Linked DNA regions of Neogale vison: region 1 is linked to region 2. Evidence: chromatin contacts called from public Hi-C data. All regions are on one chromosome and are shown on one strand. The core of a region is the stretch at or near the end of the contact, and the rest is flanking DNA. Distances in the headings are between cores, read along the strand shown. Region 1 holds the start of SCAMP5 (secretory carrier-associated membrane protein 5). Region 2 holds the start of CSK (tyrosine-protein kinase CSK).

Region 1 (4,096 bases), core at 1,037-3,536, 140 kb after region 2:
GCTGGCTGGGACGAGGGTCCAGGATGGGAGCTCGGGGGCTGGTAGCCGGGTTGGCACGGATCCAGTGCATCCTTGGAAAGTAGGATGGCGAGGCTGGGCACATTCTTAAGTACACTGAGACTGGCAGCCGGCTCGCCAGGCTTCTGACCGGGTGTGGGCCCAGGCGGGAGGCTCTGCCACACCTCGCGCACGCTCCGGTAGCGCAGCCGCGTGACCTGATGCAGGCCCGCCAGGCGGCGCTTTAGGATCTCAGCGCACGTGACGGTCTTGGTGGTGGCCCGACCGCAGCCGCTGAAGACGATGGCGCGCGTGGCTGGCTGCGCCATGCTGGCAGTGGCGAAAGCCAGCAGGTTCCGGATCTTGCTGCCCTCTTTGACCCGCATGTGCACAGCACCAGGCGCCAGGTCCGCGAAGGGGCTGGAGCCTGGGCCGCCCCCCTCGGCCCCACCCCCCACCGGCGCCTCCTCCGAGCGCACCTTACGGAAGTTCTCCATGCGCCGTCGTTGCCCGGACCTCGGGGACGCTGGCTTCGCCATGGGGCCGCCTCAGCCCTGGGGCTGCATGGCCGCCGGTCGCGCCGGCAAGAGCCGGCAGGGGTAAGGGTGCGGGAGCGGCGTGGACGCTGGCGGGCGGGCGGGCTGGGACGGCGCGATCTTCGTCTCCGACTTCACTCCAGCGGGCGCTGCTCTACGCCGCGCTCTCGGCGCCGGGTGCTCCGCGCCTTTAGCAGAGGCCCCGCCTGGGAGCCTGGGAGCCCCCGCCCCTACCGTCAGGCTCCGCCCCTAACTCGGCTTGGCCCGCCCCCGTCCTAGCCTCTGCCGGCTCCTGGGATTCAGTCCCGCCCGAGTCTAGCCACCGGGGCCAGGGAACCTTGCGTTCCGAGAGGTATAGTGGCAGCCAGGGGGTGACCTGCGGGGCGAAGTTCCCCTACAATCGCCATCTGCCCTCCCTGAGCCAACCATCATAAACGGGCGACCTAAATAAAAACTGTTTGCGATGCAAAAGCTGTTTCAAGCCGGGTCCCCGAGCCCTTGCGCGTTGGCCGCCTCTGTCGCATCTCAAGAAAGGTTTTCCGAGAGGCCTGCTGGCGCCTCTTTCCCCCACTCCTCAGGGAACACTCCCACTCCGTCCCTCCCGCGCCCGAGCCGCTCTTGTCGCCTCAAGGACAGCCTGTGCACGGTCAGCAGAGTGCGGAGGCGCTGGCTGCCGCTGCGCCCGGCGCTGCCCTCGGACGACTTCGTCGCGGCGTGGTCTTCGCAGGGCGGCGGGAGACTGAGGTCTCAGCTCGCGGCGCCTGACCGGAACAGGAGGCTCTGGGACCCCCGTACGCTCCTGGGCTGAGGGGTGAGGCGCTGGGCCAGGCTGTCCCTGAGGCGAAAGGGAAGAGAACAAGGAGAGCCCTTCTCAAGGGGAGTTAAGCTCCCCGCACCCATGGAGCGTCCTCTATGAGAGCTGCATGCTTTAGGGTAAGCCAGGCACAGTTCCCTGGTAACGTGGATCCCCTTCTTCCCAGGTGGAACTCGTTGTCAGCCAGCCTTGGCCCCCTGAGACTCAGTGGGGTCCTTTTTCAAAAAGGAGGCTGGATGAAGGCAGGTGTTGGGGGGAGAAGGGAGGAAGGTGGATAAGTTGAAGCCTCGGGGGCATTAGGAAGCTATCGGGAACACCACAGGGCTGGGAGAGTAACCCCGACATCCTGCCAGGAGAGGTAGACAGTGAAGGTGAGGCTGGGGGCTGAAGGGATGATGATGGGAGGGAAGTTAGAAGGAGCTGGACTCTCGCCCCCGGAATTGCTCTGGGACTTCGCCCCTCACCCTTCCATGCCCCCGGCGCAAGCGAGGGAGCGGTGCTGACCTGATCCAGGTTGGGTAGCCTAGCACCGCGGTGGCGGGGAGGCGCCGGGAGAGCTGCAGCGGGCGGGAAACCTCAAACGTGCGAGCGGCCTGACAGTGCCTCGGGGGAGCTGAGTCCCATCCCCGTAACGGGGCTGCCGGGTGACCTTCTGCATTCTCACAGCTGTTGTCGCCTCCTTGGCCTCTTGTTTGACCTAGCTCTCGGCCTCTGCTGTTCAGAACCCAGGCTGAACTTTGGGGGAATGGCTGGAGCTGGTGGACTTTGCGCCCCAACGTCCGAGTGACCAACTCCGTCCGGGATATCCTGGTCGCACGCTAGGCTCAGGGGCCCTCGGGGTAGTGCTCCGCTTGGAGCCCGGACTTCGGCTCAGCCCAGCTCCCGCGGGCCCCACTAGGATCCGCCACAGTCGCGGAGGCACAGCAGCCTTGAGAACACAAAGACTGACTGCAGCGCTTGGCGGCGGGCGCAGGGAACCTCACATTCCGTAAGACCGAGGTAGCTGTGGGACTTAAAGGGCAGCAGTTTCTGCTAGGCCTGGGGAAAAGTCCTGGAACCGGTGGGATCCACGGTGGAAGGGGCTGGTTAGGGAAGAAGCGAGCTCTCCATCCGCAGGAGTATGCAAGCCCAGGCCGAACCTTACTTGGAGGGGATATAGGCCGGATCTGCAGTTTGGTGGACCCGGCCTGGGAGCTCCGGGTTTGCGTCGGGTTAGCACGCGGCTGTTCTGCGGCCGCCCGGGTTGGCCCTCGAAAGCTCCCCCTCCCCCTTCTCCCACCTCCAGCTGTAGAACACAGGGATTCACTTCGCTCCCCCGGGAAGCGAGAGCGCGGAAAAGGCCCGCATTCCCTCCGGGTCCCTTCCCCTTCCCCGCTCCCTCTGCAGCACTTAAAATGTAAATGTACATCGTGATTAGCCGCCGGGTCGCTAATTACCGCTGAAGCCATTCATTACCCTGTCAGCGCGCGTCCTAGCCTGCCGGCTGTGCGCTCCAGCTGGGCGGTGGCGGGTGGAGGGGTGGGAAGGTTCAAGGAGTGGGGGAACTGTGAGTAAGCGTGAGGAGATTGGCTGGGAGGAAGCGGGGGCGGAAGAGGGGCCAGTGGGGGTGAAAAAATGGGTGGGCGGTGATGTACCGGGGCGAGGCTGGAAGAGGGGAGAAATGCGCAGGCCGCAAGGATTGGGGACAGTGAAGTGGCGAGGATACGCGCGGGGGAGGGTTGGGGAGGGGAGGGGCGAGGTTAGAGAGCAAACAGGGACTGGGAGCCGGACGAAGGGAGAATACGCGGGGAGGCGGCCAGGAACCCCGGAGAAGGGGCGAACACGGCTGGGAGGAGAGTAGAGGGTTCAACTCGGAAGGTGGGCAAGTAAATTTGCGTATGGGTGGCGCAGACCCCGCGACGGTTGGAAACGTGGAAAGACAGTCAAGGCTGTTAAAGAGCTGGGTAGGGCCGGGAGTTTTTTTGTTTTTTTTTTTTTTTGTTTTTGTTTTTGTTTTTTTTAAGGCGCGCGAGTTGGGGGGGGGGAATCTATTTCCATATGTGTGCGTTTGTAGATGTAAATGTATTTTTAAAATATCTTTAAGAAAAGAGCACACTGCATCTGTTACCTCGGAGGCAGCATTCAGTTTTTGTGAGCCTCTTGAAGAAAAGAGCTACTGAATACAGAATTTAGCACAGAGCCCTGGAACAGCCTGTGTACAGGAGGTACTGACCTTGGAGCCCGAGCTTCATTACCTCCTTTTTGCCTCTATGTGACCTTGAGCAATTTACTTAATTTCTGTGCCTTGCTTTTCTCAGCTGTGAAACGGGGCTGACATAGGAACTGGTCTCCTAAACGGGCTGTGAGACACATCGCAGTCTTAGAAACTTGGCTGGTGGATTCTCGGGAAATGTTGGCTAGTATTTTTAACATATGATTGGAGATTTAAATAAATTTTAAAAAATTTTAAAGGGAGGTGAGGGGGAAAGAAATCTGGTGAAAGGAAAGGAAAATGGGCAAAGCCTTGGCAAGGGCAGTTTTCCTGATATGTTAGGGACTACTTAGTGGCAGCCTGAAATCCTTTCACCTTCAGAGGAGGTGGTGGGGTGGCTAGACTGGAGCCTGGGCTTAGCCACTACAGCGACAGCTCCCTGCTCTGCAAGAGGACCTTTCCCGCAGCAGTGCACCCTGCCTCTGTGGACAAGTCTCTTCTCACCCCAAAACTGGGAGAAATCCCCAGGCACAGAGCAGGTCTCCTCCTCCTCTGTCT
Region 2 (4,640 bases), core at 89-2,588:
AGCCACGCTGTCTCTCCAGCTCACTCTCCCCAGGGCTCATTACTGTCACTCTCATTCGTTCAGTCTGGGTATACTACGCTCTGCCAGTATGCCTCATTTCCCCCGCCAGACAGTGGCCCTCCTCTCTGTCCACCCAACCCTGATTCTTCCTCCAGGGCTCAGTCCCTAAGAAGTGTCTTCATGCCTCCTACCTACGCCAGAGTCTGGTTTCTCCTCCATCACTAACCACCGCCCCCCGCCCCCCAACACACACAACCACACACACTGTCTGCTTCTGTAGCTCAGAGCAGACCACTTCCCTGCTCCTCATTAACTATGACATGTAACAGTGGTACTTAGCTGAGGGCTGATCATGTGCCAACCACTGCGCACTAAGCACTTTAAATGATTTAACTCATTTCCTCACCACAAAGCCTTAAGAAATTGGTGCTATTATTTCCCCCATTTTACTAAATGAGGAAACCATAGCACAGAGTTTAAGTAACTTTCCCAATGTCACACAGCTACTGCCAACAACTTCATTGCCTCCATGCTGAAATTAAAGTCCAAGAAAGTCCCACGACGTTCGTTGGCTCTCTTGTCCCTGCAGAGACCCCCATCTCCTCCCACTCTCCTGAACCCACCCAGCAAACTGCAACCATACGAGCTATTTAGGGTTCCCCCAGCCTTCGAGCGTTCTCGTCATTCCCCGCCTTCCTCCTGGCTGTTGTTCCCTACCTGGGCTCCCAGTCCTACTAAGCCTTCCCGATAGCCCTCCCCTCTTTCCTCTTCCTGTGGACCTCCCACACCACCTCTCCACCTTTCTCAGCAGTTTCTTCGCACTTGTTTGTTGGCCTGTCAGTTATCCTACTGAGAACCCCCTGACAGTAAGGTGAGGTGGCCTAGCAGACTTCAGAGCAGAACCTGTCACGTTGTCAGAGCCAGGAAACATTTGAATGAGTGAATGAATGCTTACTAGTAGCCGTGAATGAGGCCTACTCTTCACTACAGATCCGAGGACAGAGGCCCAGGTCATGCCTCAATAGCCTCTGCATCGGGGGACCGGAGCCCAGAGAAGGCTCTGAGGTCGCCCCACTGCGGCCTGGTGGGCCCTCGCGAGTGGGACCTTCCTGAGCCTTCAGCGCGGGCCCGCAGGTGGGGGCAGGGCGTGGGCGCAGACACACCCCCCGCAGTGCCGCCGGTTCCCAGCAGGGGGCGCCGCTCCTCCGGCCCACGCCCCGCCGCGCGCCGGGCAGGCCCCCTCGCGCAGGCGCGCTGCCGCGGGCGGAGGATCCGGGCCGCGCTTCCTCTCGCCAGGCCTGTGAGCTTCCTCCCAGCGGAGCCCCGGGCAAGCCGAGCTTGGCCGCCGCCGCCGCCGCCACCGCAGCCGTCCTCCCGCTCCTGCCCCACCCCGCACCCTGCCCGGGGGGCCTGCCGGGGTGGGGTCCGAGTGGGGCTACCGCCCCCCCCCCCGCGCCGCCGTCGGGGCCGTCCCCCGGCCAGCGGTCCCTCCCGCCCCAGCCAGCCCGTGGTCGCCAGAGCCTCCGGGGCGTGGAGCGCGGGGAGCCTCCGCGGCCCCCGATCCAGCGTCCGGGGCAGCCCCCGGCAGCCCGCGCGACGTTCCAAACTCGAACCTCGGTGGCGGCGTTCGGAAGCGGAACTCTGCCGGGGCCGCGCCGGCTACATTGTTTCCTCCCCCCGACTCCCTCCCGCCCCCCTTCCCCCGCCTTTCTTCCCTCCCCGACCCGGGCCGCGCGGCCATCCCCCTGCCTCTGTCTGGCCGTCCCTCCTCCCCCTCTTTTCGCACCAATACCTCTTTGTACCGCACCCCCCGGGGACCCCTGCGCCCCTCCCCTCCCCCCTGGCCGCATGGACCGTCCCGCAGGCCGCTGATGCTGCCCGCAGCGAGGTGGCCCGGACCGCAGTGCCCCGAGAGAGGTGAGTGCTTGGAGAGTCTGGAGGGGGTGGGCGTCTGAGTGCTTCCCGAGGGAGTGAGGGTGGAGGTCGCGCGTCCCGCTTCTGTTGCTTCCGTTGCAGCTGCGGTCACGTCCACTCCCATCCCCCACCTCCCTGACTCCCCTCCTTCCCGGTTCGAATTCTCCCGGGAGTCACTGTCAGCCCGACTGGGAGGGGAGTTCACCAGGGAGGTGCTGCCCTGTGAGCCCCACGGACTTATCTCAGGCCACTCCGAGTCTGTCTGTCCGCTCTTTGCCTCCCCCTGTGTCAGGGCTGTGTGGAGCCTGGAGGGAGGGGGCAGCGTGGGTCAGGACCCTGGAGAATGGACACTTTGCTGTTCCATGCCTGTCCAGGCCCTCCCTGCAGGTCCCCTGGCCTGCCTTGTTCTGAACCCTCCGTCATTCCCCCACCGAGGAGCCAGCTGGCTCTTCTTAGGAAGCCCAGGGCCCACCACCTCCCTTGAACTTGCCAGAGGTTGAGCCTCTACGCCTCCCAAAAGACCAGGCCTAAGCCAAGGGACCTGTGACCCTTGGGTGGGGAAACTGGGCAGGGCTTCTATGTGGGTGGACATAACACTGGGCATTAGGACGATGCCCCCACCTTCTGGCAGCCTGGTCATTTCATTCTCCCAGACTCCTCAGGGCCCAGGCCAGGTGTCAGGAAGAGGCGTGTCCAGCCACCAGAGCCTTGGAGCATAACTAGAGGTTCACCTCCCCTCCCATTTTGGGGACTAGTATACTGAGGCTCAGGGGATGGAGTTGCTACCCCAGGTCTCTGGCAGAGTCAGGCTGTCTGTCCTTTCATTCTCTGCTCCGCCAAGCTGGACTGCCGTGGGTGGAGGGAAACCAGGCAGGTACCTATACCCACCAAGGACCCAGGCCCCCAGCTTGATCCAAGGGACCTTGTGGGGTGAACACGTGCTTCCCAAAGAAGGCTTCCGGGCCCAGCTCTGCCAAGGTCTGGGCTCAGGCAGCATCGGTACTACCCATGGGATTTCCCCTGGGTGTCCAAGGTGGGTCCCACCAGCAGGGGATGTGGTGGGACGGGGCGCCGTGTCTGGTGTGGCCCTGGCGCTCAGCTGAAATAGCCTGGTGGTCCGTCCTGCCCCAGGCCTCCCACACATGTGGCCCAGCTGGCCTAGGAACATGAATGGGATCCAGATGGGGAAGGTGAGAGCCCCGTTTCCACAGCCTTGGCACAGGAGTGTTGCCAGAGTGGGCACCATAGGGGCTCTTTTCCAAGCTCCCCACACTTGGGTGGTTCCAGTGTCTTTCGTGGTGGGGCCCTAACAGGAAGAGGGCAGAGACAGCAGGAGGGAGGCTGAGAGTGTGGTGGTATCCTCTTGCTCCCTGGAGGTTAGGAGGTTCCCTGGAGGATGTTAAACTGTATCTGGGCCTGCTTGGGGCCACTGGTAGTTTTGTCCTGCTCAAGACTCTGCCCTTGATGTAGAGTTTTTTTCCAGTTGCCCCGACATGCGTAGTGGAGGGGACCCAGATGTGGTGGGTCTGTGAGGCTCCCCACACCCAGCCCTAACTTCTTTCCAGCCTGGGACCTGGGGCTGAGGCCCGAAGGTTGGGGGCTTTCCTACCGACTGTGAGCTGTATGGAGACGAACCCTGGGTCCCCAGGCCTTTGTAGAAAAGGGTCTGGCTTCAGATTAGCACAGTTGCAGAGATGTTTTTTATCTGGGGAGCTTGGTGTCTTCCTGCCTCTCGGAAGTGGCTGCTCTTCTCTCTGTGTTGGCTTAGGGGTGAGGAAGGACCAGATGATGGTCCCCAGGACCACTGCAGGGGGCACTGGACCTCAAGAGGCTGAGCCACTGTGGAGCAGCCCCGAGTACAGATGGGGGCTGAGGCCCAGGATTCACAGTGTGGGATGCAGCTGCCCGAGCAAACTGCCAACTGGCCTCATTGGGCAGAACAGCCTGGGTCCAGTTCTGGCCTCTATCTTTTGAGGCATTTTGAAGCCTTGACATGTAGTCCCCAAAGAAAGAGGTGTTTGGTCCGAGGGTCTAGGAAAGAGAAGGTAGGGAGAGCCCTGCAGGTGCCTGAGGGACTGTTCCGTATCTGAAAGGTTGTCCCATGGAAGATGTCCCAGAGGTCAGGGCTGGATCTGGGAGGGGGGGGTGGCAGTCAGATCCCAGGGAAGCAAATGTGAGCTCAGGAGAAAACTATGTACATATTACTTTCTTAATGCATAAAGTAGCAACACAGCACCACAGAAAACTTAGAAAACACCACAAGAATCACAATTTCTTCATCAGAGGAGCAACTGTTTGCATTTTGGAGTTCCCTCCCTGTCCTTTCCTGACATGTTTTTTCCTTCCTTGCTGTTGTCATTTGAATATGTGCACCGTGACACCTTTTTTCTTTTCAGTTCTGTGTCTCTGGGCCTTTTCTCATGCTGCCACACAGGGTGTAACTTTGCCACTGGATTCCAGGCCTCCCCAAGCCCCCTGACTAATAAGCTCGTTGTTCTGCACCGCAGTGGGTGCTACAGCTGGTGGGACCACAGGCCCCCAGAGCAGCCTGGGGTATGGCAAAGGGCGGGCAGCTCGGCACCCAGCCGATGTGGTCCTGAGCCCAGCGCCACCGTTAAGGCTGGTCACCTCAGAGATGGGGATCCTTTGCCATGGGGTGGCCATATATGCGGCAGAAGGCGATATGAGGAGTCCGAACGAACTAACCAAGGTACTAGAAGGTACCC

Evidence for each region. A called contact is a pair of places that touch in the nucleus more often than the background predicts.
Region 1: a Hi-C map of fibroblasts shows a contact between it and region 2, with 7 times the contacts expected there. The contact joins the promoter of SCAMP5 here to the promoter of CSK in region 2. A contact is called at or near these places in 2 of 3 Hi-C or Micro-C datasets (fibroblasts and muscle).

Annotation. Positions count from the first base shown.
Region 1 is chr13:117,091,181-117,095,276 of ASM_NN_V1, forward strand. It overlaps SCAMP5 (secretory carrier-associated membrane protein 5), which reads left to right and starts at 2,287. Exons shown (of 8, transcript XM_044231671.1): 1 at 2,287-2,346. RPP25 (ribonuclease P protein subunit p25) reads right to left here and starts at 601. Exons shown (of 1, transcript XM_044231164.1): 1 at 1-601. The coding sequence starts at 536.
Region 2 is chr13:116,950,240-116,954,879 of ASM_NN_V1, forward strand. It overlaps CSK (tyrosine-protein kinase CSK), which reads left to right and starts at 1,339. Exons shown (of 13, transcript XM_044230476.1): 1 at 1,339-1,917.